Linked DNA regions of Sus scrofa: region 2 is linked to region 1. Evidence: chromatin contacts called from public HiChIP or PLAC-seq data. All regions are on one chromosome and are shown on one strand. Each heading gives the region's core, a stretch centred on a gene start, on an enhancer-like site or on the middle of the called end of the contact. The rest is flanking DNA. Distances are from core to core; before and after follow the strand shown. Region 1 overlaps EVL (Enah/Vasp-like). Region 2 holds the start of MIR345-1 (microRNA 345-1).

Region 1 (6,102 bases), core at 1,721-4,220:
CTACGGCCGCGTTGTTCTCGCTCCGAGCAGTCAGGCCCACTCTGCTCCCATTGCTTTTCAGACAAGTGATGGAGCAGCAGCAGCAGCGCCAGGAGTCTCTGGAGAGAAGGGCCTCAGGCACAGGTGAGAGCCCCTCGGGCCTGCTCCCCATACCGTGCCCAGCTGGCAGCCCTGTCACTTAGGTGGTGCCCAGGGACACACTGGGAACTTGGTGACATGCTGCAGGTTGTACAGGCCTCGAAGTTTGACAGCCACATCCAGTGGACATGGGGAACAGAGAAACAGAGCAGAGGGTGTGGGGATCCCTCACCCTGGTCCAGCCACCACCACCCCACCCGCCGTTCCCCGAGTGACCATGTCTCAGGCAGTGGCCTAGGCAGATGCAGACCCTGCCCAGCGAGGTCACTGTCCAGTCACGGGGACCGACATCGTGGGGCACGTGCGGTGACCAAGTCAGTGTGGGGGGTAGAGGCTCGGGGGTCAGGGGTCGGGGGAGACTGCGGGGGAGGCGTGGCTTCAGTCCTGCCCGGGAACTGCTCGGCACAGCAGAGCAGAAGGGAGTTTGGAAAACGGTCACGTTGATTTAAGTCCGGGGCTTTCTGAGTCACACAGGCCTTTCGTATCCTCTGTCTCCCCTGCCCCCCCGGCCTCTCAGCCCCCGTGAGTGAGCGGGGAATGCTCTCCTTGCTCTGCCCGCCAGGATGCTGGCTGGCGCCACCTCCTCTCAGCTCTGCTATTGCAGGCACACCGGCGCTCCTGCTCCCGCTCTGCCCCCGCTACGCTTTCCTAAAGCAGGCCTGACCCTGTCCTCAAGTCGGCCCTTCCCTGTCCCTCGAGAAAACCCAGTGTGCAGGCCTGGTCCCCGCAGACCTGCTGCCCTGCCCCCGGCGCTCCTGCTGCTCCTCCCTCACGCCCACCAGACTGAACTCTGTGCTCAGGCCCGGCCACCCGTTGTTCCCTCCCTCAGGAAGCCTTCCATGGACCTCCAGCCAGGCTGGAGCCCCTCTCCATAGGCCAGGGTGGCGTTTGTCACCCTGCCGGTTACAGGTGTGCAGTCAACCTGTGTGATCAGCTCATGCTTCCTCCAGGCCACGAGCAGAGGCACAGGCAGCGTGGATGGTGGGCAGGGGACAGGAGGCTGCCCACATGCAGCGTGGCTCCTGGACACACGCCCCAGTTTGCCCTGCGGCCCACGGCTACCTGCCAGCTGCCTGACCCAGAGGCCAAGGGTCAGTCCCCATTGCCTCTCAGGGACTCACGTCTGCCAGTACCTAGGAGGGTGCTGGGTGCCGAGAGGGAAGAAAATGCCCTTGTGCTCCGGGGAGCTTCCTCTCCCGCCGGAAGGCCGCACTTGAGCAAGAGAGTTCGCTGAGCTCAAGGGACGCTAAGCGAGGGTGCGACACTGGGGGTCCAGCCCTGCCCCAGAATGTATGGAGGGACTGGACAGGGGCTTCTTGGAAGAGGCAGCCTTGAGCTGCTCCTCGTCCCTGGAAGGAGCAGGCCACCCTCTGTCCCTGCGCCCAGGCAGGCACCAGCCGGGGCTGGGGACTGACCGAGCCCACCGTTGTCTTCCAGGACCCCTCCTGCCACCGGGACACCCCTCCTCCGCAGCCAGTGCCCCCCTCTCCTGTAGCGGGCCTCCACCGCCACCCCCACCCCCCGTCCCACCTCCGCCCACGGGGGCCACACCGCCTCCCCCACCCCCACTGCCGGCTGGAGGCGCGCAGGGCACCAGCCACGACGAGAGCTCCGTGTCGGGCCTGGCCGCCGCCCTGGCTGGGGCCAAGCTGAGAAGAGTCCCGCGGGTAAGCAGCCCCGGCAGGTGGCGGGGGCGGGCGGGGGGGCAAAGTGCCACCCTCCCCATCCAGACGGCACGTCCCAATCCTTGGTCACAGTCGCTCGAGGACGCTGGGCCGCCCTGCATCTGGAGCAGTAAGCACACGAGGTGCTGCTCCCTCCTCGCAAGTGGGGGCAGGTGACAGCACCTCGCAGTTGAGGAAACTGAGGCACAGTCTAAACGACCCGTCCAAGGCTCGCAGGGCCTCCCTCGCGGGGTCTGGACACAGGCCCTGGGTCTCCTGAGTTCACATCCACAGCCTTCAGCTCCCTCGGGCAGGCCCATCTGTCCTGGAAGGCGGTGCTTCTGGGAGAAGGCTGTGCGTGTGGCCACGGGTCTCAGATCACCCCTGGGGCAGAACTGGCCCTCCTCCCCCTCATGTCACGGTCACCTTGGCGAGAGCGCTGACCACGCACCTGGGGGTGTCTGTGAACTCTGGGCCTCGGTCCCAGCCGCTCCCTGGACTCTGGTTTTGTCGCCAGCAGGGGAGTGGGAGGAGGTGGGACTAGGCCCTCCAGCCTCTCCCAGCACTGCCGTCATAGGGCTCCCACGTCCCCACTCCCACGCGGCCCTGGCCCCCCCCCTCGAGCAGTGTCCTGCCGGGGACCTCAGACTGAAATGCCGCACCCTCTGCCCTCAGCCAGAAGATGCGCCCGGAGGCTCCAGTCCCAGCGGGACCTCAAAGTCTGACGCCAACCGGGCGAGCAGTGGGGGTGGAGGAGGAGGCCTCATGGAAGAAATGAACAAACTGCTGGCCAAGAGGTGAGGGTTCAGGCCGCCCCAAACTCAGCACCTGTTGCTCACGACAGCCAGAACACGCTGGCCGGTTCCCAGGGCCGTGGCTTGCTGGGCACCAGAGGGCCTCGCTCGTCAGAATGCGCCTTGTCCAGAAAAAGCAGCCAGAGGGGCCTTGCTCCACCAGTGACCCCTCCTGCCTTCTCTCAGGCTCCAGGCTCTTCCCGCTGCCACCCACCCGGGCAGAAGCCCTCTGTGCCTGGTGGTCATAAAACCCACACGGCCCTGCAAGGACACGTGGGAAACAGGCCCCTGGAGCCGGTCACGGCCAGGGCTGGCCCAGGGCCTCCCTGCACACAGCGGGGACGGCACAGAGGGGAGCCTGCCTGGAGGAGATGGAGCGGCAAGGCGGGCCCACAGTGCAGGCCGACATCTGCGAGCCTCAGCAGGGCCTGAGCTTCGAGGCGCCCAGGCAGGGCAGACTCGTGGACGGTTGGCAGACAGTGACTGAAGGCGTGCAGGGTGACAGTGGCTGCACAGGGATCCCAGGGGAGCCAGGAGGGCTTCACAGAGGAGGTGCTGCGGGCTGAGGCAGGAGGAGAGAGTGCTGCTCCCAGGAGGTGCCCCCAGGGCACAGGACGGAGCTGGAAGAAAGAGCCTCGGGCTCCCATGGGGATTCCATCCCAGAGGGGCCTCGGGCAAAAATAGAAGGTGTTTCTGAAGAGAAAATATTCACACTCCCCCAAGTCCAGTGGCACTGTGTTCACATCAACAGCTTGGCCTCCACGGTCTAGAACAAAAGCAGAGGAGGTTTCCGAGAGCAGGAGACGGCTGGTGTGTCAGGAGCCAGTGAGGCGCCAGGTGCAGGTGGCAGAGCAAGACCCACCAGGAACAAATGCCCTGCACGCCTGGCAAGCTCGGTCCTGCTGCTCTTAGAATCCACCTCTGTGCGGGACGCTGGGTGGGGCCGGCAGGGAGCTGCCCTCACAGGCCCTTTCTTGGAACGAAGGTCCTACTGGCGTTCCAGCCCCCTCTGTCCGAGGACCAGAGCTGAGTGCTCCCGGGGACTGGAATGGCCTGCTCTGCTGTATGTTTTTATTTTTATGTTTCATTCCAGTCGATTTACAATGTTCTGTCAATTTCTGCGGTACCGCAACGTGGCCCTTCCTCAGATCTCCTCTTCCCTGTCGTGTTCTGTTCTGTCACAAGGGCTTGCGTAGAGGTCCCTGTGCTGGACAGCAGGACCTCACTGCTCATCCATCCTAAATGAAGTAGTTTGCATCCACCAACCCCAAACTCCCCGTCCCTCCCACTCCCTCCCCCTCCCCCTTGGCAACCACAAGTCTGTTCTGTCCGTGAGTCTGTCTGTTTCTGTTCTGTAGGTAGGTTCATTTGTGCCTCTTTTCTTTTTTTTTTTTTAAGGGCCGCACCTGTGGCATATGGAAGTTTCAGACTAGGGGTTGAATCGGAGCTACAGCTGCCAGCCTACCCCACAGCCACAACAATGGGGGATCCGAGCCATTTCTGCAACCTACACCACAGCTCATGGCAACACTGGATCCTTAACACACTGAGCAAGGCCAGGGATCGAACCCGCTTTCTCATGGATGCTAGTCGAGTTGTTTCCACTGCACCAACATGGGAACTCCATTTGTGCCTTGTTTTAGATTCCACATATAAGTGATATCATGTGGTGTTTAGCTTTCTCTTCCTGACTCCCCTTACTTAGCATGAGAGTCTCTAATGGAAACGGCATTATCTTGTTCCTTTTTATGGCCGAGTATGCCATTGTATGTAGGTACCACATCTTAATCCATTTATCTCCGGATGGATGGACATTTAGGTTGTTTCCATGTCGTGGCTCTTGTGAATAATGCTGCAGTGAACATAAGGGTGCATGTGTCTTTTTGAATGAAAGCTTTGTCTGGATGGTTGCCCAGGAGTGGAACTGCTGGATCACATGGTGGTTCTATATCTCGTTGTCTGAGGAACCTCCGTACGGTTGTCCACAGTGGTTGTACCAATTCTGTGGTCTGTTTTTAAAAGATCGAACACTGGCTCTGGGTGGGAGCCGAATGTCCCGGGCAGTGGCAGGCCATGGCGACAGATGGTGCTTGTGCTGAAGGCAGGGCACTGCCAATTGGAAGCAAAGTGCAGAGATAGACCAAGGGGCGAGCTGCTGCGAGAAAAGGGTTGGGCCCAAGTCTGGGCTTCGAGGAGGAGCCGCAGGTGGCTAGACCTGTCCTGGGGTAAGCAGAACGAAGGAGGAGGCCCACGGTCCTTGGCCACAGGCCAGCTTCCCCCTTGATGGGCCACTCACCTCCTGAGGCCAAGACTTGCATGTCCTGGTGGCTTCACAGAGCTGCAGACCCCCAGGGCCATGTCATTGGAGAATAAGAAGGGCCTGACCTGTGTAGACATGGGCCTTAGCCAGAGGGAGGCAACCCTGAGGCCTCAAAAGGGGAGCGAGTTTTCACCCTGTGAGGAGAGAGCCCATCCCTGCAGGCAGGTGTGCAACAGGACCGGGGGCGTCTCTTGGAATCTCTCCTTTCTGGGCACGTCCAGGCCCTCCGTGGTGCCCAGGTCAGGGAGGGCATGGCTGCCGCTCCAGGTAGGGGGATCTTTCAGGTAATAGAAAAAGGCCTCGTGCTCCCTCCCCCAAGCCGGCGGGTCACTTCCCCGAGCCCAGGCCTCTGGGGACATGGACAGGGGACAGAGCAACTCTCGGCCCCACAGGTGCTGCAGACAGAGACAGGAATGCCCCCAAACCCCCACCTCTCTGCCCAGACCAGTTCTGTGTCCGGGGTCCGAGGACGAGACAGAAGGCTGGACACTCACCCGGGTATCACCACGGGCCAGCTGGATGCTTGGACAAGTTGCCTCCTTCACCCAAAACGGGTCGGGCCGCCCCAGGGATCCTCTGAGCACCGAGCCGTGTCCGCACAGAGGGAGCGGCCAGGCCCGCGAGCAGAGTTTCGGGAGCTGACTGTGTCTTCCCCCCTCGTGCTAGGAGGAGAGCAGCCTCCCAGACAGACAAGCCGGCGGATAAGAAGGAAGACGAAAGCCAAACGGTAAGCACGCCCCGCCGCCAGCACCCAGCTTCCCCACCGGCGTGGGCAGCCAGGAAGCCCGACGCGTGCACCCGGTCTGTGCATGTGACGGGACGTCGCCGTTTGGGGGGGACTGGCCTGTGGGCACTCGTGTCCGTCCCCCTGCCGGGCGGCAGGCCCCCCCTCAACGAGCACCTAGCGACGCTGCTCTGCCTTGGTGCTCGCAGCCCCGCAGGGCGTGAGGCTGGAGGCAGAGAAGCAGGATCGGCCCAGGGGTGCCTTTGGGGAAGGGCGTGGGGGCCCGGGGATGGTCTGCTCCAGGACCAGGCGCCGTCCATCCCCAGCTCCCTCTGTTCTTGGAAACTCCGCCTGAGTTCGTGGATTCCAGCAGGGGCTGCGGGTGTGCTGGGCGGGGGAGGCCCGGACCCCAGCCCTCGTCCGTCCTCGGCCAGATGGCGGAGCGCAGACTCCAAGACTCCA
Region 2 (6,566 bases), core at 2,387-4,886, 150 kb after region 1:
CCTTCAGGCGTGGACCCAACTTCCTCCTTCAGGCTCCTGCGGTATTTCCGGGTGGCAGATCTTCACAGTTCTTGTACTGGCATTTCACCGTGTCTGAAGTCCGCAGGGGGGTTACAGTGGACATGTAGCTCCCAGACAGGTTTTGAAGATCACGTATGCTCGGTACTAGGGAAATAGGGCAGGGGTATGTAGGAAGTGACCACGGTGATACACAGGCCACTGGGAATCCGACCACCCCGTGGGGTTTCCTTTTATGCTTCCTCCAATCGAAATAGAACATTCATTACGAAGAGACCCCCAAACCCAGGTCTGCTGACTCCTAGTCCAGTGCTTGTGATGGCTGGTGGGCCCTGAACTAGGGGTCTGGAGGCCTGGGTTTGCATTTCGCCAGCCTCAGGCCCAGCTCATGCTCCACAAGGCAGGAGTTGACTGTGGAAATACGTGGGTAGCTGGAGGCCTCCAAGGCCACGGCCATGGCCACTGAACCGGACCACCGTCATCCAGGCAACTCACTCCTGGGAAGGGGGTTCCTGGGTTGCTGAGGCCTTAGGAAGTAAAGCATAAATGCTTGCAGCATCCACCCCTGTTTGGGGAGATTTGAGAGGGAAATCAAGTACCTTGACCAGGCGGTAAGAATATTAATATGGAACGACTGATAGAAGACGGAGGACCTGCGTTGTGTTGTTTTTAAGAGATTGCAAGTGCCTTTAAGTTAATGTCGCGCTTGGTGCAGGTTGCATGAGCCTTGACTCCTTGGGGGTCCTTGGGAAGGGTCCCAGCGGCCTGGTACACAGTAGACATGCAATTCTTGAGCTTCCGAAAAGCTCCTGGGAGGGGAGCCCTGTTTCTGCAGATCCCGCCGGGATCCAGGTGGGGGAGCTGGTGCAGGGGCCCAGGCTGACCCTCCTCCCTGACCTCCAGGGCCTCCTGCTGCAATTAGAGGGGAGAAGTTAGGGGGGAGATGAGACAAAAAGTGAAGGAGTCACGGCCAAGTGAATGAGCTGGCTCCATGGGCCTCGCTATTACATCAGCCGCTGGGGTTTGTGTCTGTTGTTCTGCTTCGCTTCCCGAGGATAAAATTACAGCACACAATGTGCTTTTACAGACATGTCCTGTTCCACGGAGCCCCAAGACCCTCCCCCATCCCAGCTCAGACCCCAGCCTCTAAGGGGCTGGAGGGGCCCGACACAGGAGGACAGCAAGGGGTGGGGAATAGGGCCACAGAGGACTAGGGGTCAAGTCAGGCCACTGAAAGTGTGCAGCCAAGTTTTTATTTTGCACAGCTTTTATGCTTTCTTACCCACGACAGGTTGGTGTGGAAAACTTAGAAACACCAGCAGGTGGGAAAAAAAAAAAGGGTTCTTCATGTTCTCACTCTGGAATCTGTTGGAGTCAGTGACCGGAGGCTGTGCGGAGAAAGGCTGGGTGGAGCTCAAGGTTTCACAGGGCGGGTGAGGTGGGGTGGGGTGGGCGCAGGTGCAGGCCGTGTAGACCTCCTGGGGAGTTAGGCTGTGCTGGAGGGTACAGAGGGTGGGGCTGGGAGCAAGGGTAGGTGTAATTCCAGGGTGGAAGCCGCTGGAACAGGTTCCCGAGCTCCTGGGCAAAGACTGGCGGGAAGAGCTGGGCTGTTCCCTGACCCCCCCCCCCCTTAGAATAAAACCCAAGCTCAGGGTCTCAGAGCCCAGCGTGCCCTGGCCCCACCCTCACAACTCCAAGCTCACTCCCACCTCAGAGCCTTTGCACCAGCTGCTTCCACTGGGCAAGGGCATCTGCTCCCAGCCTTCCGAAGGTCATCTCCGGAACTCAGGTTCCCGCCCAATGCTCAGCTCCTTGAAAGGGGCTTGACTGGTCCCCCTGTCTAGAGTGGAGAGCCCCCCAGCCCACCCCCTCCCTACTCCCGCCCAGCTGCTCGAGCCAGTGTGTGTTCCTGTGTTTATCCTCTAGCGCTAGGATGTTGGCTCTACCAGCATGGGACCTTGCCTGTTTTTGTTTTTTTTTTTTTTTTTTTTTTTTTTTTTTTTTATTCTTCCTTTTTAGGGCCACACCTGTGGCATATGGACGTTCTCAGGCCAGGGGTCAAATTGGAGCTGTAGCCACTGGCCAGTGCCACATCTATAGCAACACTGGATCTGAGCCTCATCTGCGACCTGTGCCTCAGCTTGTGGCAACGCTGGATGCTTAACCCACTGAGCAGGGCCAGGGATTGAATCCGCATCCTCGTGATTATGAGTCGGGTTCGTTTCTGCGGAGCCACAACGGGGACTCCCCACTGAACAGAGCCTGGCACACGGCAAGGGGTGAAGGCCGGCAAGGAGCCCGTCCTGGGTGGGCGGATCTGGGCTCTGGTCCTGCCGTGTGGCCACAGGTCCCCGCTGCTTGACCTCAGGGATTGGAGTCACACAGGGAGGCAGCTAACCTGCGGATCCCAAGCCCCGCCTTGGCCCTCCGGGAGGCGGTGTGGCAAGGTCTGCTTTGAAACCGGCCATCTCCGAGGACAGGTTCAGGAGGCTCTGGCTCAGTTTTGCTCTTTGCTCTCGACTTGGACAGACCCCTCCTGGCTGTGTGAGCCTATGAGCCGTCTTTGCCTCAGGTTTGCCGTCTGTAAAATGGGTTCAGGAGGATTCGAGGGCCCAGAGCAAGTGAAGGAGCTCGCAGAGCCGGCAGGGAGCAGGGGCTGACCCAGCCCTGCTGTTGTTCTTCCAGAACAAAACCTGGCTCTCTGCCTTTGGCTGTCAGGGCACAGAGGATGGAAACAAATTAATCAGCCGAGGTACTGAAGTTTTTCCTAAAGGCTTCTTAAGTTCTGACCCCACAGCTGGGCTCCAGGTCCTGGCCCAGCAAAGTCCTCTCATGGCTGCTGCCCTGAACAGGTGGGGTGGCTTTGTGCTGGAGGCCTCGGGACCCAGCCATGGGTGCTGCCCAGTGGGTCTCTCTCCAGGTGGATAAACACCTGCCTTCTGGAAGTCCCTCCAGCCTCTGGGAGCGACTCCAGCTCCCCAGGGAGCGGGTCTGCTTTGGGCCTCAGAGGGTAGAGGGCCTGGGACCCCTTGAGGACAGCCAGCCAGCCAGCCTCTGGCGTCCACGGCGCCCAGAGTCCTCCTGCCGGGCAGACTCAGAGGAGCGGCTTCTCTCCGCTGAACTGATTCAGCCCCAAGGCGGTCACTGCGCTGCGTGGGTTCCTTGCGTCTTGGTTAAGTTGGAAACATTCCCTTTTCCCCGGTGCTACCTCCCCAGGTGAGCTGTGTTCTCCCCCCAGGTGAGCCGTGGTCTCCGCCATGCTCGGCTTGCCCTTGGCCTTGCAGTGGACCCGCAGGCAGGAGTGAGGGAGGCTCCGGCTGGCAGCTGAGGTGGCCAGAAACTCAAGATGGGCATATGATATAAATAGTCTTGGCAAGTGTGCCTGGGGTAAAAATAGAGCTAAGGGGATCTGCCGGGGCTGTCCCCAAAGGCCAAAGGGCTGGACCCCGCTTGGGTGGGGCCAGCTGGTCAGGACAAAGGGCCTGGGCTCGGGGAGCTCAGCCAAGCGTGGACACGGTGGGTGTTTGCTGCCCCTGGGCCAGGCCTGAGCTATGCCCTCTAGGGGCTCCTGCTGTGACTGTCCCAGGCTGACAGGCAGTGTGAGCAGGCACCCAGGGCTGTGGCCAGAGGAGGGCACTGTGCCCCCACCCAGGCTGGGATGGGGGGGGCAGGGGAGCGGGCAGGGAACGACCTGTACTGAGCCCAGAGGCAGGTCCAGAAGGTCCCGTCCCTGGCCCCAGAGGAAGCAGGCAGGCCCCTGGGGAGGCTGATTGAAAGGCCTTGGCATCCTAGAACCAAGAGCCCTGCCGTCCTTATTGGAACCAGAGTCGGAGCTCCCCTACCCCAGAACCTCTCCAGGTGGGAGGGGCCTCTGCTAGCTCTGTGTCCCCCCTCCCTCCTGTGGCTCCCTCTGTCCTACCTGTCTGGCCTCAGACAGCCACCCTGCCGGGCACATGAGCCAGTGCCCAACAGGGCAGCGTTTCCCCGGGGCAGCTGAGCTGGGAGGACCGTGCCCCCTCTGCCACCCACCCTGCTGCTTCAGGCCCCTCTGAGTTGCCACCACAGGCCCTTCCTCGGCCCCCCCTGGGTGCCTGATTCTCGGCTTCTGTGCCACTCGGCCGGGGCTGGCGGGGATCTGGGTGGGCCAGCCCTCAGGGCTGGTTCAGGCAGCACCTCGTCCCTGGCACTTTGTCCCAGCTCCTGCCCCACCAGGCCCGCTGCTTCCCCTGGACCAATGAGATGTGTACACGGGCTCTAGCCGGCGTGTTCCAAGCCCCTCCCCGTCCTGACCCTCCTTCAGCCTAACCCCTTGCCGGTCCTGTCCACACTGCGGACGCCCATGCAGGCAGGTGCTCCTGTGCTGCCTGTGAGTGGGTCCCCACCCTCTTCCGGAGCAGACACGACTGCATAAAGGCATTGAGGCTGCCCTCTGTTCGCTCTTGGGCCCCCGGGTCTGGGGGAAGTCGGGTACCATGTTGTGGGGACACTCAGGCAGTCCCGGGGAGGGGTCCAGGAGACCAGGATCTGACACCTCCGGCTGACAGCCTCGTGAGCGCCTCACCCTGGAGGGGTCCTCCAGCCCCACCAAGCTTCAGGTGGAGCAGCCCTGGCTGACAGCTTGACTACAGCCTCATGGGAGACCCCGAGCCAGAGCCACGAAACATAGCTCTTCCTGGATTTCTGGCCCAGAAAATGTGAGATAATAAATGATATTGTAAGCTTCTAAATTTGGGCATAATTTCTCCTGCAGTAATAGATAATTGATTCACTTCCTTGCCACGCTTGGGCTGCAGAGGCAAGGGTAGTATCAAGTTATTTTTGGGTCCCAGCACCTAACGTGAGGCCGTACAAGGAGGTGTGCCCTGGAGTGAGTGAACAATTGACAGCTTCCTTTCCCCCGTCACAGACATGCTGGGCCTCAGCCCCGCTTTGGAGAGAACTTCACTCCTCAATCCAGTCCCCTGGGGTTTGGATCTGGGTGGTGTCAGAGGTCACCCGGTCCAGGCAAGTCACCAGGTGGAGGGACCCTCTCAGCCCTTCCAGCCAGGGGACCCCCGGGCTGAAGATGCTGTGTCCTGGGCAGGCTGTGAAGGTGGCCAGCGGGAAGTGCTGCAAGTAGTGACGGGAAGGGCTTGGCTACGGCTTTGGTGCCAGGGAACTGAAGAGACAAGGCCATGACGTGCCTGGGGGCAGGCCTGAGGCTGCTGGCTGGCACTCTGAGGTTCACTTCTGCTCTGTCTGACAGCTCCTGCCGGGAGCCTTCAAAGTCCCTACCAGCGCTAACCCTGCCACAGGCAGCAGTTGACCCTGTGTGCAGATAGGGAAACTGAGTCACGGGGTTGCGTTCACTGGTGTCCCCCACGGCAGAGCTGGGCTCAAATTTCAGGTCTTTCGCCAGTGTCACCGGCTGTTCCTCTCTGGCCCACGGTATCCTCACCTGTAACACAACGGTGGCTCCAGGGGGCCTGGAGTTTGGGTCTGATGCCTGGGCTGAGCTCAAGCTAAAGGCAGTGGTGTCTGGTGCCCCTGGTGGCAGGAGTGGGAGCTGCAGCTCTTCCTGTTGGCCTGTTGCCAGCGTGGAGGCACAGGCAGGGGAGACTGCAGAAAACGCTTTGTCATATGCTTTGCAAACCCGAGGTCCTGGCAGCCAGGGCCCTAACCCCTCAGGATGTCAGTGGGAGGCCCGAGTGTCTGGGAGCACCGAGGTGGGGGCTTCTCTCACCTAGAGCCAGTCACACCTTAGAGATACACCAGCCACCGCCTGCCTGTGGCCGTGTGGTCTGCAGCAACCAGCTGGGCATTATTTGATCCAGGTAGAGCACGGCAGGTGCCAAGCCCAGAGGAGGCATACTTGTCTCCTGTCCCATTTTACAGAGGAAGAAACTGAGCCTGGGGGGGCTCCGTGGTTTGCTCCCAGTCATAGAGTGAGACGGGAGTGCACCTGGGCTCTTTTGACCCTGTCCAGTCCTGCCAAGGAGCTTTCTGGAAATATCGGGGCTACTGATGTCCGGAGTCCGCCCGGCCCTACAGGGCCCACTCTGGATTCCAGAGTCCTTTGCCTGGACGTTGCACCGCCTCTCTGTCCCTGCAAATCTTGCCCAGATGGCAAAGTATGTGATAGTTCAAAATAGCTCAGGTATCTTTTTTTGTTTGTTTGTTTAGGGCCACACCTGCAGTATTTGGAAATTCCCAGTCTGCATGAATCGGAGCTGCAGCTGCCGGTCTACACCACAGCCATAGCAACACCCGATCCCAGCCACGTCTGCAACCTACACCACGGCAATGCTGGATCCTTAACCCACTGAATAAGGTCAGGGATCGAACCTGCATCCTCATGGATGCCAGTTGGGTTCATTACTGCTGAGCCACAACGGGAACTCCCAGCTCAGGTATCTGCGACCCAGCAAATTCCTCTCTGAAAACATGCCCGTTGAAACACAGAAGACCCCAAAGTGTGATTATTGGCCCACTCTCTGTAACACAGGGGAGTAACACGTGTGTATAAATACAATCACTAGCCCAAAGTACATCGCAGGCAAATTAAGTCC

What was found. HiChIP or PLAC-seq counts read pairs in DNA pulled down with a chosen protein or histone mark.
Region 2: an H3K27ac HiChIP or PLAC-seq map of skeletal muscle shows a contact between it and region 1. The contact joins two enhancer-like sites. A contact is called at or near these places in 1 of 47 Hi-C or Micro-C datasets (fetal liver) and 1 of 2 datasets of contacts at active chromatin or transcription factors (skeletal muscle).

Annotation. Positions count from the first base shown.
Region 1 is chr7:121,039,926-121,046,027 of Sscrofa11.1, forward strand. It overlaps EVL (Enah/Vasp-like), which reads left to right. Exons shown (of 14, transcript NM_001244777.1): 5 at 62-123; 6 at 1,576-1,805; 7 at 2,478-2,599; 8 at 5,583-5,643. Among named protein-coding and RNA genes, the nearest start is that of MIR342, 21 kb to the left of the region's middle. Within about 2 kb of position 2,971, at least 3 of the 83 cell types and tissues checked have an H3K27ac peak or open chromatin away from gene starts, as enhancers often do. A contact at or near this core is called in skeletal muscle, where this site is marked.
Region 2 is chr7:121,193,420-121,199,985 of Sscrofa11.1, forward strand. It overlaps MIR345-1 (microRNA 345-1), which reads left to right and starts at 301; the gene lies at 301-380. Within about 2 kb of position 3,637, at least 23 of the 83 cell types and tissues checked have an H3K27ac peak or open chromatin away from gene starts, as enhancers often do. A contact at or near this core is called in skeletal muscle, where this site is marked.